Regions from separate parts of the Zea mays genome. Here all the other regions are linked to region 3. Evidence: chromatin contacts called from public Hi-C data. All regions are on one chromosome and are shown on one strand. The core of a region is the stretch at or near the end of the contact, and the rest is flanking DNA. Distances in the headings are between cores, read along the strand shown. Region 1 holds the start of LOC100279585. Region 2 holds the start of LOC542333 (cytosolic glyceroldehyde-3-phosphate dehydrogenase GAPC3). Region 3 holds the start of LOC100282965 (nucleotide-binding protein 1).

Region 1 (4,676 bases), core at 391-2,890, 430 kb before region 3:
CAAACCGCTCGGCTGAAACACAAGGACGCGAGCAGCGTCCCGACCAATTCTAACAGGACAGTTGACTGAAACTCTGAACAGCATCCGTGTGAACTGCTGTGCCACACCCCCCTCGGTCGGCTCTCATCTGCACATCAGCGGCAGCTTGAGCGAGAACACGGAGGAGGAGGACGGCAGGTGGCCGGTCCGCCTGAGCGCGTCCGCCCTGTCGACCCGCGCGGCGCGCCGGTTCAGCTTGGCCTCCGCCTGCGCGCGCTTCTCCCTCGCAGCCGCCTGCGCCGAGGCCAGCTTGCTCGCCGTCTTCTCCTGCGCCCGTAGCTTCATCCTCTCCGCCTTGGCCTGCCCCAGCGATGAGCATTTCAATTTCCTTCCATTGTTCGGATCGAAAGGTCCGTATCTGGTGCGTGGTTGACTTCCACAGGTCCAAACTTTTTTTCTAGGCTGATGAAACATATGGCCATGACTACTCGTACCTCGGCCACCTTCATTTGCAGCTCCGCCTTTTGCCGTCGCCGGTTTTCCCAGGCCTGTATTTTCATCTCCTCGCGCCGATACCTGCGAGAAGAGAGCGCCAGCGACCTCGTCAGCACGCAGAGCATGTACAGTACAGTACGAGCTGCTCATCAGTGAGTCTGTGAGTGAGGCAACAGGCAAAGCAAAGGCAACACACCACTCCGGTGCATGCACCGGCACTGCTAGTCTGCTACCGTGGCAGTGGCGTTTGACCGTTTGTTGCCGCCGTTTTGCCCCTCCACATGGTTCAGCAACGTGCGGAGGAGAAAGCGCGCGTTGGTATTCGGTAGCCGGCAGCTAGCGAGTGATGGCGGTCACCTGGCCATGTGCTTGGCGCGCTCGGCGGCGTCCCACGTCGCCGCGGGCGACACGGCCGTCGTCGTCGGCGCACCGGGCGCCGTCTCGTCGCGGTCCGCTGCCGCTAGGCCTGGTGGCGATCCACCGTCGACCGTAGACAAATCCGGTGGGCGCAGCGGTGCGTGGATCGCGCGCCCCGCCGTGGACGGCGGCGTGGCCGGTAGGGTTGCGCGTGGGGTGTTGGCCCTGGATGGCTCTTTGCTCCCGGCCGGCGTCATCTCCGTGCCGACGTCCCGCAGCGAGGGGCACCGGGGCGGCTGCCCGTACGCCAGAACGGAGTCCACCCTCTTGGTCTCCGCCTCCGCACCCGCGTCGTCCCGCGCGCCGAGCCCCAGCGCCGCGGGCAGGGCGGCGCCGCCGTCCGCGGCGCTCCACGAGTGTCGCGCCTTCTGCGATGCCGACGGCAGCAGGAGGCGGTCGTCCGCGCAGGAGCTCCGGCGCCGGTCGTCGTCGTCGTGCGCACGGGAGGAGGAGAGCCACCGCTGCGCGTCGTCCCACTTGGACGGCCTCGGCTTCGCCTTGGCGTAGCGAGCCAGCAGGCGTCTCCCGCTGTCCGCGTCGTAGCTTAGGCCCATCATCCCCTGCGACGATCTCCTCATTCTGTATGATGCGCACAGGAACAGCACAGGCGCGAGAACGGGCAAGGCAAGAAGAACGGAGCAGGGAAGCTGAGTCAAGCTTGTACCTGGAGGGCTGGAGGCCCGAAATAAAAGAAGAGGTCGAGAAGCCGTACGACACCAGAAAGCTGGAAAGCACACAGAGAGATTGATAGAGACACAGAGCCACAGAGGGCACTGAATGAAGTGATGGCGATGGCGCGCAGTGACTGCACACGTCTGCTCTGCGACGGAAAGGGAAGCCAGCAGCCAGAAAAGCCTCGGAGGCGGGGCTCATGATTGGCCGACACTGTGCAACGCACGGCGCACAACGGCACACCGTGCTCGTCCCCGCCTCGCGCGCACGGCGACTGGGCGGAGCAAGAACGGCGGGCTCCACCATATGACCGCGTCTCAAGGGTCAAAGCTGCCCCGCCCTAAATCCGGGCGTGGACGACCAAGCAGTCAAAGCACGGCACTGTCATCGAGCAGTGGCACAGAAAAAAAATCCCTTCGTTGCCGTCCAAAACTATAACAATCCCTGAGATACCATTGAAAAATGCGTGTTCCCTCTAATCTCATTAGTTTTAGTTTTTAGTCACTTGGATATCATTGCCATCCAAAAACCAGCTAGAGAGCTATTAGTTGGTGTTGGAAAAGACTAATATATCTCTGTGCCCTTAATAAACCTCTTCCATACCATTTCTACAACGTAGCTTTGAGAACTACATAACATTAATATAAGTACTAATATATTAATATAAGTATATAACAGTAATACGACGACAAAATTTTATATATTTTATTATAAAATGTTGTTCTCATATTAATGTTACATAGTTGTAGTGATGCTATGGAGTTCTCAAAGCTAAGTTGTTAAAAGGGCACGAGAGTGGTTCATGTACATGACACAGGGGTATATTAGTCTTTTTCAACACCAACTAGCAACTCTCTAACTGTTTTTTGGACAACAATGACATCAAGGGACTATACATTTAAACTGATGGCATTGTAGGGAACTCATAGCTTTAGCTTTGGATGGTATTGAAGGGATTGCTATAGCTTTAGATGGTATTGAATGGATTTTCTAAAAAAAACGGTGTCAAGAAAACATGTCACCGCTGTTCTCTAGACATGGGATCCATGTTTCGCTGCGCATTGCATGCTGGCGGACAAGCGTTTGAGATTCGGGCAGCGCTTGCGATGTTTCTATTGATGGCCAGGCCGATAGCTCGACTAGCAAGACCAGGACTGGAGAACGTCACTGCGCGACGGGGGACGAGGAGCACTCGTAGAGATAGTGATGGCAACAGATCAGATTCGAATCGGATATTGCAAATATCTGCCTGCAACTATATCTGTGGTTGCAACCATTATCTGTCTATGATCATATCTGTGGGTAGAAATTTATATTCATGTCTATGCCCATCAGGATTTAGATGGGTTTCGGATATTCGTCGGATATGACAGCCACAATCATTTTCAACAATTCAATAGTATAATTAGTCAAATTTCTTTCTAATTTACCATCATACACAATTGGAACTTAATAAAAGAATTATTATGGTATGTGGGCCACGATTAGAGGCATTAGAGCTTGGAAGAGTCAGCCGCTATGGTATTTTGAAGGGGCCACAAGGCACAACGCAGAAAGCCAATAATGCTAGAAGGGAGCCTAAGTGGTGAATTGGGAGCGTTAGACGTGTAGGTTTATGGTGTTAGGGTTTGTTATTTGCTATGTAGTATGGACTAGGCCAAAAAAATATGATACAGGTCGATTTCATATATCTAACAGATAAACTGTGGGTGAAAAATAATATCCTAATATGTGCTCGTCTCACTCTAGGTTGAATTCAGATCTAATCAAAAACATATAAGGGCTTGTTCGGTTAGCTCTCAATCCATGTGGATTGAGTGAGATTGGATGAGTTTGAATACCAAACAAGTCAAACTTCTTAAGAATTTTTTCCAATCTCATCCAATCCATGTGTATTGCATCCAATCCATGTGTATTAGGAATAACCGAACAAGGCCTAAGCATACCCGATTCCATGGAAGATATCTGATGCCATCTCTACGTGGAGACTTGTGCGGGTATGGATCGAGCACGTGGCTTTGTTCCCCCGGTCTGCTAGAATCCGAGGCGCCGGCGGCCGTCCTGACGGGCATGTGCGCGGGTAGGTAGTGGATCCACATGCTGGGTTGCTTGATCCATCACCATCAACTTGCGCTTTTCATCACCATCAGCATGCGCTTTTCATTTTTGGGAAATACCATTAGCTTGTTGTGGCGTGATGAGACCGGCCGTAGCGATTCAAAAGTTTTTTAATGCAAATTACAAGTATTAAATATATTTAATTATTAAATTAATTACACAGATAAGAATTAAAAACAAGACAAACATACCTCGAAATAGTGCTCAACAAATAAAATAATATATCATTTAAAGTGTTTAGAACACTAAAAACAAGGTGAGCCCCAACAATTAAACTCTAAATCATGTATTTAGAAAATAAATTATATTATTATGAAAGAAAAAGTTGATGATGGTGTAGAAAATAAGGATATGGCACTAATCCAGGGTATAGTGTATTTGAGTCACTTCATGGCATGCTCTATATTTTTTATAAAAAAGTTGTAAAATAATGTATTATTGAATTTGTTTTTTATGAATTTAGCCTTATATTTCAAGATAAAGTAATGAGTTAAGGCACGGGTGGAGATGCTCTAATGTAACACCTAAATTCTAGAGGAATGAAAGTATGGGTTATTACTTACATGTGATGTGAATGTTCTCATTTATTTCACCTACATAATCATATGCTTAAGTCATTAACTTGATTAATAAATTATACATAAAATAAATGGGTGCATACATGTTGGATTTTTATTGATGCATTTAAATTCGAAATTTGAAACCTAGACATAGAGTTGAATTTGAAATTTATTTGAATCATTCACATGTGCGTGGGCCAAAATCACTCTTTTCGCCCTAGGAAGTCACTCGGGCCAGCTAAACGTGCGGCGCCAGCACACGGCCTCGCCCTGCAGCCTCATGCACACATGGCTGGCTGGTGGACCCACCACACCCTCATCCCATGTTCGCCGCCGTCCGGTGTCCGAGAAAGAGCTGTGGGGGTTCGGCAGCGTTTGAGGAGCGCGTTCAAGCAAGCCCGCGGGCGCGAGGGTCATCGGAGTCGTACGATTCGT
Region 2 (4,629 bases), core at 598-3,097, 270 kb before region 3:
ACCTGCAGCAAAAAAAAAAGTAACCAGTTTTAGATAATATAGAATGCCTAAGAGCAATTTATGTCAGCAGTAAAGCAACATAAGCACCTTAGCAAGCGGAGCAAGGCAGTTGGTTGTGCAGCTAGCATTAGAGACAATGTTGATGTCAGACTTGTACTCCTTCTCGTTGACACCAACAACGAACATGGGGGCATCCTTGCTAGGAGCAGAAATGACAACCTTCTTGGCACCACCCTGTAAAAGCAACAGGAAAATCGTTAGATGCTTCCAATGCTGGAACTAATAAGGTATATACCCTGGAATAAAACAAAATTATACCTTCAAGTGAGCTGCAGCCTTCTCCTGGTCAGTGAAAACACCAGTAGACTCAACAACATATTCAGCGCCAACCGAACCCCATGGGATCTCCTCAGGGTTCCTGCAAACCAGGTCATTATTACGCATTAGTCACCACACGATGGTTTAATTGGGTATGAAACAAACTATAAAAGGAATAGTAACAAACCTGCAGCCAAACACAGCAACCTCCTTCTCACCAAAGAGAAGGGTCTTGGAGTCCTTCACCTTGACCTCATGGTGCTTCCACTGTCCGTGCACAGTGTCATACTTGAACATGTAGGTCTGCAATAGCAAAGTCAAATTCAGTCATATAAGAGAAGACCCAGTTGGCGTAACCAAGTTACAGGAGACCTAATTGGTGTAATTTAACTAATCAATTTGCCAAATGCAAGAAGAGATTAACCAGAGAATTAAATTCTGTAGAGAATACAGATTTGGATACTTCAAACACTATTTAGATCAACAACAATAAAATAGAATGTAATCCAGATCATAAGATTTGAATTAACCTTAGCATAGGATTCCCAAGAAAAAAACAGATTGCCTATATAATAATCCAAAGCACATGACAGTCAGAGCAAGGCACAGATACACGTGCATCCACAGATCAACAACCTAAATATAACCACTAAAGAGTTTCTACGATAGATCAGTAAATTACAATCATGTGTTTTATGACAGAATGGGTAACACCAATCCATATAAAAAATGGCATCCACGTCAGATCTACGCATCCCCGTTTACTAATATTCTCATATAATGCAGCTGTTCCACATTGAACAAGGACAAAATACAGATCTGCTACCATTGAACAAGCACGTTCAGCCAATCACTACCTTAATTAGCAGATCAAGGGATTAGCGATACGAGGGGGCATATTACCATGTTACAGCACACTCCCTAAGTACCAGATCAAGCGATAAGCGATACAAGGGGCTATACCATGTAATCGGTGCTGATGAAGGGGTCGTTCACGGCGACGAGCTCGACGTCGTCGCTCTGCAGGGCCACCCTGGCCACCAGCCTTCCGATCCTGCCAAACCCTGCACCAACAAAATAGAACGGTCAAAACCGACACGAACGGTGTGACTCAAATACATCGTAACTGGGATCCGAGGATGCGAACTCACCATTGATCCCGATCTTGATCTTGGCTGCGTATACCAGAGCACAAACACAAGCAACCAAACAAACAAAAGAAAATCAGCGGAAATGTCACCACCAGCGATAAAAAAAATCCGAAAAACACAACCAGATTGCAGGAGTGACGGCATTACCCATGAGGGTGAGAGGCTGCTAGACGGAGGAAACGAGGATGGGTTGATTTCAAATGAGATCGAAATGGAGTTCTCGAGTGTGTGTGATCTGTGATGTCGCCAATGTATCGGAGTCGGAGTGCCGTATATAGAGGCGCCTGGGGGCCGGCTGCGGCGGCTGCTTGCTGGTCCCACCCGACGCCACGGAACCTAGTTTTGTTGGCTACCGGTAAAATGGTGGGGCAGAGACGTGAGGATGGACGGATGACAAGTGGGGGCCATGAGGAGGAACGCGACCGGTGCGTCTAATGGTTTCTAGAAGCTTCCCGTGGGTCGGAACGTTGGACCTTGGAAACCTGGACCGTTGCTGGGTTCGGACTGGCCGGGAGTGGGGAGAGAAGTCATGTGATGCGGTGGTGGGTCTGCCCTTCTTTTCTTGGTGAAGAAGAAGAAACCATTGGCCGAGCTGGTTTTCGGCGGCCGTCGGATGAAAAAAGATTCTGTGGACCTTGTGGGGGGAGGGGAAAGGGGGTGCCAATCCAGATCGTCAGTATTCCTCCACAGATAATCTCTTTTGCATGCGTGATTTACAATTTAATAAAGCTGTCTGCGCGCCTAAAACTGCCTCTTTGCAAAAAAAAATTACACCAATTAAAAAACGAATATATTAGAGCTTTTTAAAGGTGACGCACCAACTAAAATTTGGTAGAGGCGTAGAGCTGAAAAACAAATTATCTATCGCTGCCACTATATTGCACACGTCATCCCATATTCCCATGAACCATCTTATTTCTTTTTTTTTCTCCTTTCTCACACGTTTTCTTCTTTAATGGCCTCCATGTGTGCACCCTTTCCCCATGGCATGCCCCCTTCTCTAGAAGGTTGTGGTTAACCGTAGGACTGGGCACGGTTTGTTTAGGCTTTTTTGTTTAGACTTTTTTAGCTTTTGACCACCAAAAATTGTTACGGACTTTCAAACGGCCTAGCTTTTTAGCTCATTTCTATAAGAATCGTTTTGATAAAAACCGTCCAGAGGCAACATAAACATAGAATCGATCGACTCGTCACGATAGTAGAAATCCATTGCTTTCTATATCTTGAACTCTTTGCACCACTTCATCTTCCTTAGCAAGTAATCCCCACGATACTCAGATTCTTCTCACACTCAGAATCTCTCCATAGTCAGATTCACAGAAAAGCTAGTCAGAAAAGGTTGAACCAAACATGCCTTAGGAAATCGATCGAACATTTTTTGTTCGTTTTTTAAGTTTGGGTTAAAAAAAGGATATACGAAAAGCTGCTTGTAAAAGAGGAAACCGACACTTTGGTTAATCGAAAACTTTGGTTCCATTTTTAGTTTTCCTTATTATGAAAACAGAAAGGAAATCTGCTACCATATGTGTCCACGTCGGCCTAATTTTCATGGCCATTTGATCATGGATCATTGGTTCCCATCCTCTCCCGTGCTCCTGTGTGTAGATGCTTCCAGTTGACGGTTCTCCTCTCCTCGTATCCTTTCCGTGTCTCCTTCCTACACATCTCACTCTCCCTCCTCCTCCCTCGAAACCCCACTCTCCCCCGCTCGCTCGGGGCTTTTAACTAAACATACCTGACCTCGTAGAACACAGCACAACATTTTGGAACACCGGAACAATAACATCAATTTACATAGAACATTGCAGTCTACAATAACATCGGAACAATAACATCAGAAACATTGCAGTTGTCCGTTTACATTAGTTTATATATAAGCATTGCATAGAACAAGCAATATTTTGCAACACCAGAATAATAACATCTATTTTACCATGACCGATTGCAAAACTGCATAGAACATCAACAGTAACATTTATCTTGGCTCAATAGGGTGCTGCTTGCATGACGAATGATGAATAAACTGCATGGTGTGGCGAAGGCTCAACAGGCCACGACCGTAGCTGCATAGGGTGACAAAAGGTTGCGCGGTGGCCGGCTGGTGGCGAGACGGGGGTGGCGATGGTATCGAGTCTGGTCGACGGCTCGGTGGGCGGTGAATCCACAGGATACGGGCGATGTTTGCAGGCTAGGGTTCGTGAGACCGAGACCGAGTGTGAGCGCATCTGTGAACCATGAATGTGAGAGTGCCTGAGTGGTGATGCTGAGGCCGTGAGGAGACGTGACTTGTGAGGGCCTAAGGCCTGCAGGTCGTGATGGCTGATGCATCTGGTTGCGCACTTGGGCCAAAAAGGCCAACTTCAACAGTTCAACTCCAGTTTCCTATACAAATGTTGACATGGCAGCTTTGAAGATAGTGGCGGAGCTAGACGAAATTTGAAGCTTAAGCATCGCCAGTGGGAGGGGAAGAGCGGCAGCCTGGCGCATATGCCTTGTTGGCAACCAAGTCATAGTGTTGCCCCTTCCTTGGGGGCCTCCTCGACCAACCGTGGTGGGAAGTGAGTGTGTGGTCGCGACAAACTTGGTGAGCAAGGAGAAGGTGAATGCGGGAGAAGAGATGGATGGTCTCTAGGGGTGACTGCATGAGGTGCGCGAAGTGGAGCAATGCGACGTTGTGGAAGAGAAGAACACGATAACTCGACCACGTAGCAACACGTTCGTGGGCAGGCGGGAGCGAGACTACGTGAGTGCTCGGTACGAAAACAATGTGACAATGAAAGTCGTCTAGAGGGGAGGTGAATAGGTGAAACCTGAAAATTATAAGCTTTGAACACGTACTTCACCCGAGGTTAGGTTGGAAATAAATAAATGTTAATCTAGAGTGCGAAAGATAGTTCTTCTTGCAATGAGTTGCTCGATCAATGCGGATAATTTGGGAGCCAAATCAAAAGGTTGTGAGCAAGAGAACTTTAGAGAGAGAGAAGAGGGAAGAAACAAATCGAATGGTGAAGATCAACACAAGTGGACACGACGATTTGTTTCCCGAGGTTCAGTTCCAAAGAACCTACTCCCCATTGAGGAGGCCACAAAGGTCGGGTCTATTTCAACCCTTTCTCTCTCTCAATCGGTCACCTAGACCGGTCGAATGCTTCTTCTTAAT
Region 3 (4,305 bases), core at 1,269-3,768:
ATAAAGCTGCTATAGAATAATATGTATTTGTATATTACTTTTTCTAACTCCACATAAACATACTCTCCAGAATTAGTTTTAGAAATAATGTGACTATGCTCAAGAACCATGCATACAAGATAATCTAGCAGTAGCATGTGAAATTCTCATTATAGTAGTAGTTCGACCATAATGATTCTTTCTGTTTTGTGCTAGTATACATCAAAGCTGAAATGTACATCAAGGGCTAACTACAACTTGATGAAATGTACTTCAAGAGGTAACTATGATATATGACGAAGAAAAATCTACCGTACAAACAGTAAAGGCATTGGATATCTTTTAGTCTAGATGCTTCTTATCTATAGAGAGTAAGGATTTAGGATGTTCATTCTTTTCAGAAAAAGCTGTTGTTACCAGAAAAAAATGTACACAGTGAGCACGTGATTTTAGCTTACATTCTGTAGGCTTAGGAATATATTTCGCAAGCCGATACTACCTTTCCATTGACGAACCATGTTGGAAACCTTCAAGACCAGAAGCGGCACATTCTGCAGTCCTTTACTTTCCATTACCAGCTCAATTTGGGAAATATTCCACATAGTCTAGAATTTTTGTAGCTTCACCACCAAACATATAAACATCTGGTTAGATTGAAAAGTGGTTCTGACCTTTTTGTGTTGTACTTCCAATATCTTCAGAAACTCTCCTAGTTGCTCGGAACTACCAAAATACAGTATATTGTAGTAGAATTCAGTTGATATGTTATCACATAACATATGGAGAAAAAATACATGTCAGTTTATTATAAAGCACCTCTCCTCCAAACGGATAGTTCGCACTGGTAGAAATTTTAGAAGGAAAAACAACGCGGAGCAGACGGAGAGCAAGAGCGCTCTGCCCACCTGTGCCAGTCCAAAGAAACCAACAAAATCAGCAGGTCTTTGTGAGTCCCATGGGTAATGAGAAGTGGTAAGCACGAGGCAGCGATCGGTTGATCTGACCCAAGTTGATGCTTCTGTTGATTGCGCCTAAGAACTTGGAGCCACCAAGAGAGAACATGTTGGACTTCAAAAGCGGCTCGTTGGCACTGGACGAGTACATGATTCCAGCTCCGAAGTGAGGGCTCTGCAACGTGGTTTGTTAGCCCCGCTCCCGGAAGAAGATTTGACAGCATTTGTTTAAGCAGCATAACATTTAAGGGGATGCACGTCCTTGCCTGCTCCGGCAGAGCTAGACGACGACGTTGTCGGGTTTGACGGTGTGGAGGACGCGGAGAGGTGCGAGGTGCCGAGGATCCACACGTCCTCGAGCTCCATGAAGTTTAGCAGCCACCACGCCGGGACAGGGCCAAACTGTCGCCACGATACGCGTACAAGCGCACCAGACTCGACCAGACCCGCCAGCGAGGGGTTCCCTGCGGTGGCGGCGGCACCCCAACCAACTCGTAGATTCTAATCGTCTGCAACAATCAAACGCAAAAAAACGTATACCACCATAGAAAATAAGCTTGAGCTAATACCTCTGGAGAAAGCCCTTCTGGAGTCAGCCCCTTCTGTGAGCTCCAAATCCAAATCGCTGGAGTCGGCTTTGAAGTCCTCATCGTCTTACGCAGCGAACGAGCGTCTGCCGCCCCTCTTGAACTTCTTCTTCGGCTGCTAGATGTCCCACTCCATGAGCCGGCGCGGCGCTGGCTCGCGAAGGACGGCAAGGATCGCGTCGCCGCACAGCACGGAGCGGGGTTGCGGGGTGGGGACTCCATGGAGCGTCCACACCATGCAGATCGGTCTTCCAGGGAGATATTGGGAGCGGCAGATCGGGGGAGGGGGAGTAAATCGCGCATACGTACAGAGACTCCATGGAAGGCGTCCACGCGATGCAGAGATTGGGAGCGACAAATCGGGTACTTCATGTAGGTGAGGCAGATCGGGGGAGTGGATCACGCGGATCGACATTCCAGGGAGAGATTTGGGAGCGGCAGATCGAATACTTCCATGGAGGTGAGGCAGATCGGGGGGAGTGGATTGCGCGGACGTCATTGCTAGAAGTGGAGATCACGGCGAGGAGAGGCGGGTCCACGTGCGGGCGAGGGGGGAGGGACAGGCGAGATTTCTGCGGCGGGACGACAGTCGGGGAAGATGGGGCGGCGCGATGTGCGGGAGCGGGGGCACGACAACTGTGGACGCCCTCCTTGCTGTCTTATAGAGTAGTAATAGATTTTAGTTTTGCTAAACCGATTATTTAAAGTATTCAAATTGATAGAGGACCTATATATATAGAGAATCCAGCAGCGTCCTCTAAATTTAGAGGACCGTTTAGAGAACGTTGTTGTGGAGCGTAGATGATCGTTTAATACTCTATATTTAGGGTACAAAAGTCTTTAGAGAGCCTAAAACTGACCAGTTTTGTAAACCCACTGAACATTCACGTTCGCAGCGCAGGCATCGAACACAAAGTAGCTGGCGGCTCGGCGCACCTACAGCGCCGTATACCGAGTCCGAGACCACGACTCCACGAGACGACACAAACCCCAGTTTAGGAACAGTTGGAAAAGAGGGAGAAATGGAGAACGGCGGCGGCAAAGGCGACGTTCCCAACGATGCGAACGAACGTAAGGAATCGTTCCCCCTGTGCCTTCTGGTGGGCTCGTTCTTCCTCTTCTCTTCTTTGCGTTTTGGGCCGGTTTTCTGCATCCACGATTTTGTGGAGTTTGATCGTCTCTTACCAAGAGGGGTGTAACCTTGTTTCATTTGCGAAATTTGAGGGCACCTTGAAGTTGTTTCGATCGCTGGGTTGCTTTACTCAGGCTTAGTTCATGGGTGTTCGTGTTTTTGAGTATTCTTTATTTGGTGTTGGCAGATTGCCCTGGAACGCAGTCGGAGGAGGCGGGGAAGGCGGATGCCTGCGCTGGGTGCCCCAACCAGCAGATTTGCGCCACCGCCCCCAAGGGCCCCGATCCCGGTAATTGGATCATTTCATGTCCTTTTACTGAATTCCATTCGATTCTTTGACTTGCTCTGGTGCTGATGTACTGTTATCTCTATCATATCATTTTGTTTTTTAATCAGAATTAGCTTAGTTTATTTACATTTTGTTACAATGGTTGTGGATTTGGTAAGACTTTTGGATTTGAGGATTTACGACAGCTGCAAGTGTTTATAGGTGTAGGCCAAGTGCTAGTAGGAACTAGCCTGTAGTTTTGAGCAGTCGAGGTCCAGAAACAAAGAAATTTTAGCACAAATAGAAGAGTCTGGATTTGCACTAAACATGTACCCGGTCGATCCAATTATATGATTGAATGTTGATGCAATCGAATATATGGGTTGTTCAAAGTAAGTTTCTTTGTCAGATACTCAGATTAGTATTAAAACAATGTGACTGGCTGAAGGAAGAAGGATAGGGGCTTGGGATGATGTGGTTCCTGTAAAGCAATTCATTGTGGTCCAAACATGCAGTAACATCCAGGGGGCAGCTGTAGTTCTGATGCCACATCCTGCTACCACTGCTGCTAAAGAAGGTTCAAACATGGATGGATCTTTGATTTTGGCTAGAAAGATTAGAAGAGTATCCAGATTTCATATTTGAATGTTGTTCCAATTATTTGAGGGGTTTGCTAGACAGTAGATTCTGTTGCTTCAAACCTGTGTTGACTGCACTATAGGGATTGACAGATCACATGGAAAGCCTCACTGTTAAATTGTTATAATGCGTGATTATGGTAACTATAGTTGGCGAACTCTTGCTAGTGATTAGGCTTTTTAGTATGCTCTTTATTGTCAATTCTACTGTTAATCATAGCCTTTTGAGCACTCAAGGTCCAAAAACGAAGGGAGTTGAACTGAAGTTTTCAGCTGCCCAATAAATTTTTTTCACCAGACAAGTACCTATCCAGCGTCCAGTCTAATCAACTTAATAATTAATTAAATGTTGAAGCAATTAGATTTGTGATTTCTTCAGTGTTTTATCTATCGGCATAAAAACACTGTAAGGGAAGTGGTAGAGACTTAGGAAAATGCAATTTCTGTAAAATAATTCACCTACAACCTGTTCAATTCCTTATAAACAACTCATTATGTCCTGTTCATTCTTGTAAAAGAATTCATGATGACCTGTTGTGACTTGTGATATCCAGATGCCACATTCCTTAAGTCCAAAAAGATATGAATAGTTCACTACAACTAATGCTATGGAAGCTTCTAACTTTGATGGACCTTGAATGTGGTGAGATTTCGTATGCTTTTCTATTTGGATCTTGTTCCAAGCGTTTGAGATTTTTCTAGTGCTAGGTTGTAGGCTCTAAAAGGGCAGCCTTGGCGCAGTGGTAAA

Evidence for each region. Hi-C and Micro-C count contacts between places; a contact is called where the count stands out from the background.
Region 1: a contact with region 3 is called in a Hi-C map of ear, with 1.8 times the contacts expected there. The contact joins the promoter of LOC100279585 here to the promoter of LOC100282965 in region 3. A contact is called at or near these places in 2 of 25 Hi-C or Micro-C datasets (ear and leaf).
Region 2: a contact with region 3 is called in a Hi-C map of ear, with 2.3 times the contacts expected there. The contact joins the promoter of LOC542333 here to the promoter of LOC100282965 in region 3. A contact is called at or near these places in 2 of 25 Hi-C or Micro-C datasets (ear and leaf).

The regions. Positions count from the first base shown.
Region 1 is chr4:138,256,130-138,260,805 of Zm-B73-REFERENCE-NAM-5.0, reverse strand. It overlaps LOC100279585, which reads right to left and starts at 1,640. Exons shown (of 3, transcript NM_001354591.1): 1 at 832-1,640; 2 at 474-555; 3 at 1-339. The coding sequence starts at 1,469. The coding sequence ends at 124. LOC103653732 (a long non-coding RNA gene) reads left to right here and starts at 4,393. Exons shown (of 3, transcript XR_002268782.3): 1 at 4,393-4,676.
Region 2 is chr4:138,099,892-138,104,520 of Zm-B73-REFERENCE-NAM-5.0, reverse strand. LOC542333 (cytosolic glyceroldehyde-3-phosphate dehydrogenase GAPC3) reads right to left here and starts at 1,847. Exons shown (of 12, transcript NM_001111915.2): 1 at 1,617-1,847; 2 at 1,470-1,493; 3 at 1,282-1,382; 4 at 506-621; 5 at 319-418; 6 at 88-234; 7 at 1-2. The coding sequence starts at 1,620.
Region 3 is chr4:137,829,083-137,833,387 of Zm-B73-REFERENCE-NAM-5.0, reverse strand. It overlaps LOC100282965 (nucleotide-binding protein 1), which reads left to right and starts at 2,518. Exons shown (of 3, transcript NM_001155870.1): 1 at 2,518-2,590; 2 at 2,839-2,940. The coding sequence starts at 2,542. LOC103653731 (a long non-coding RNA gene) reads right to left here and starts at 1,027. Exons shown (of 3, transcript XR_002268780.1): 1 at 984-1,027; 2 at 796-884; 3 at 566-702.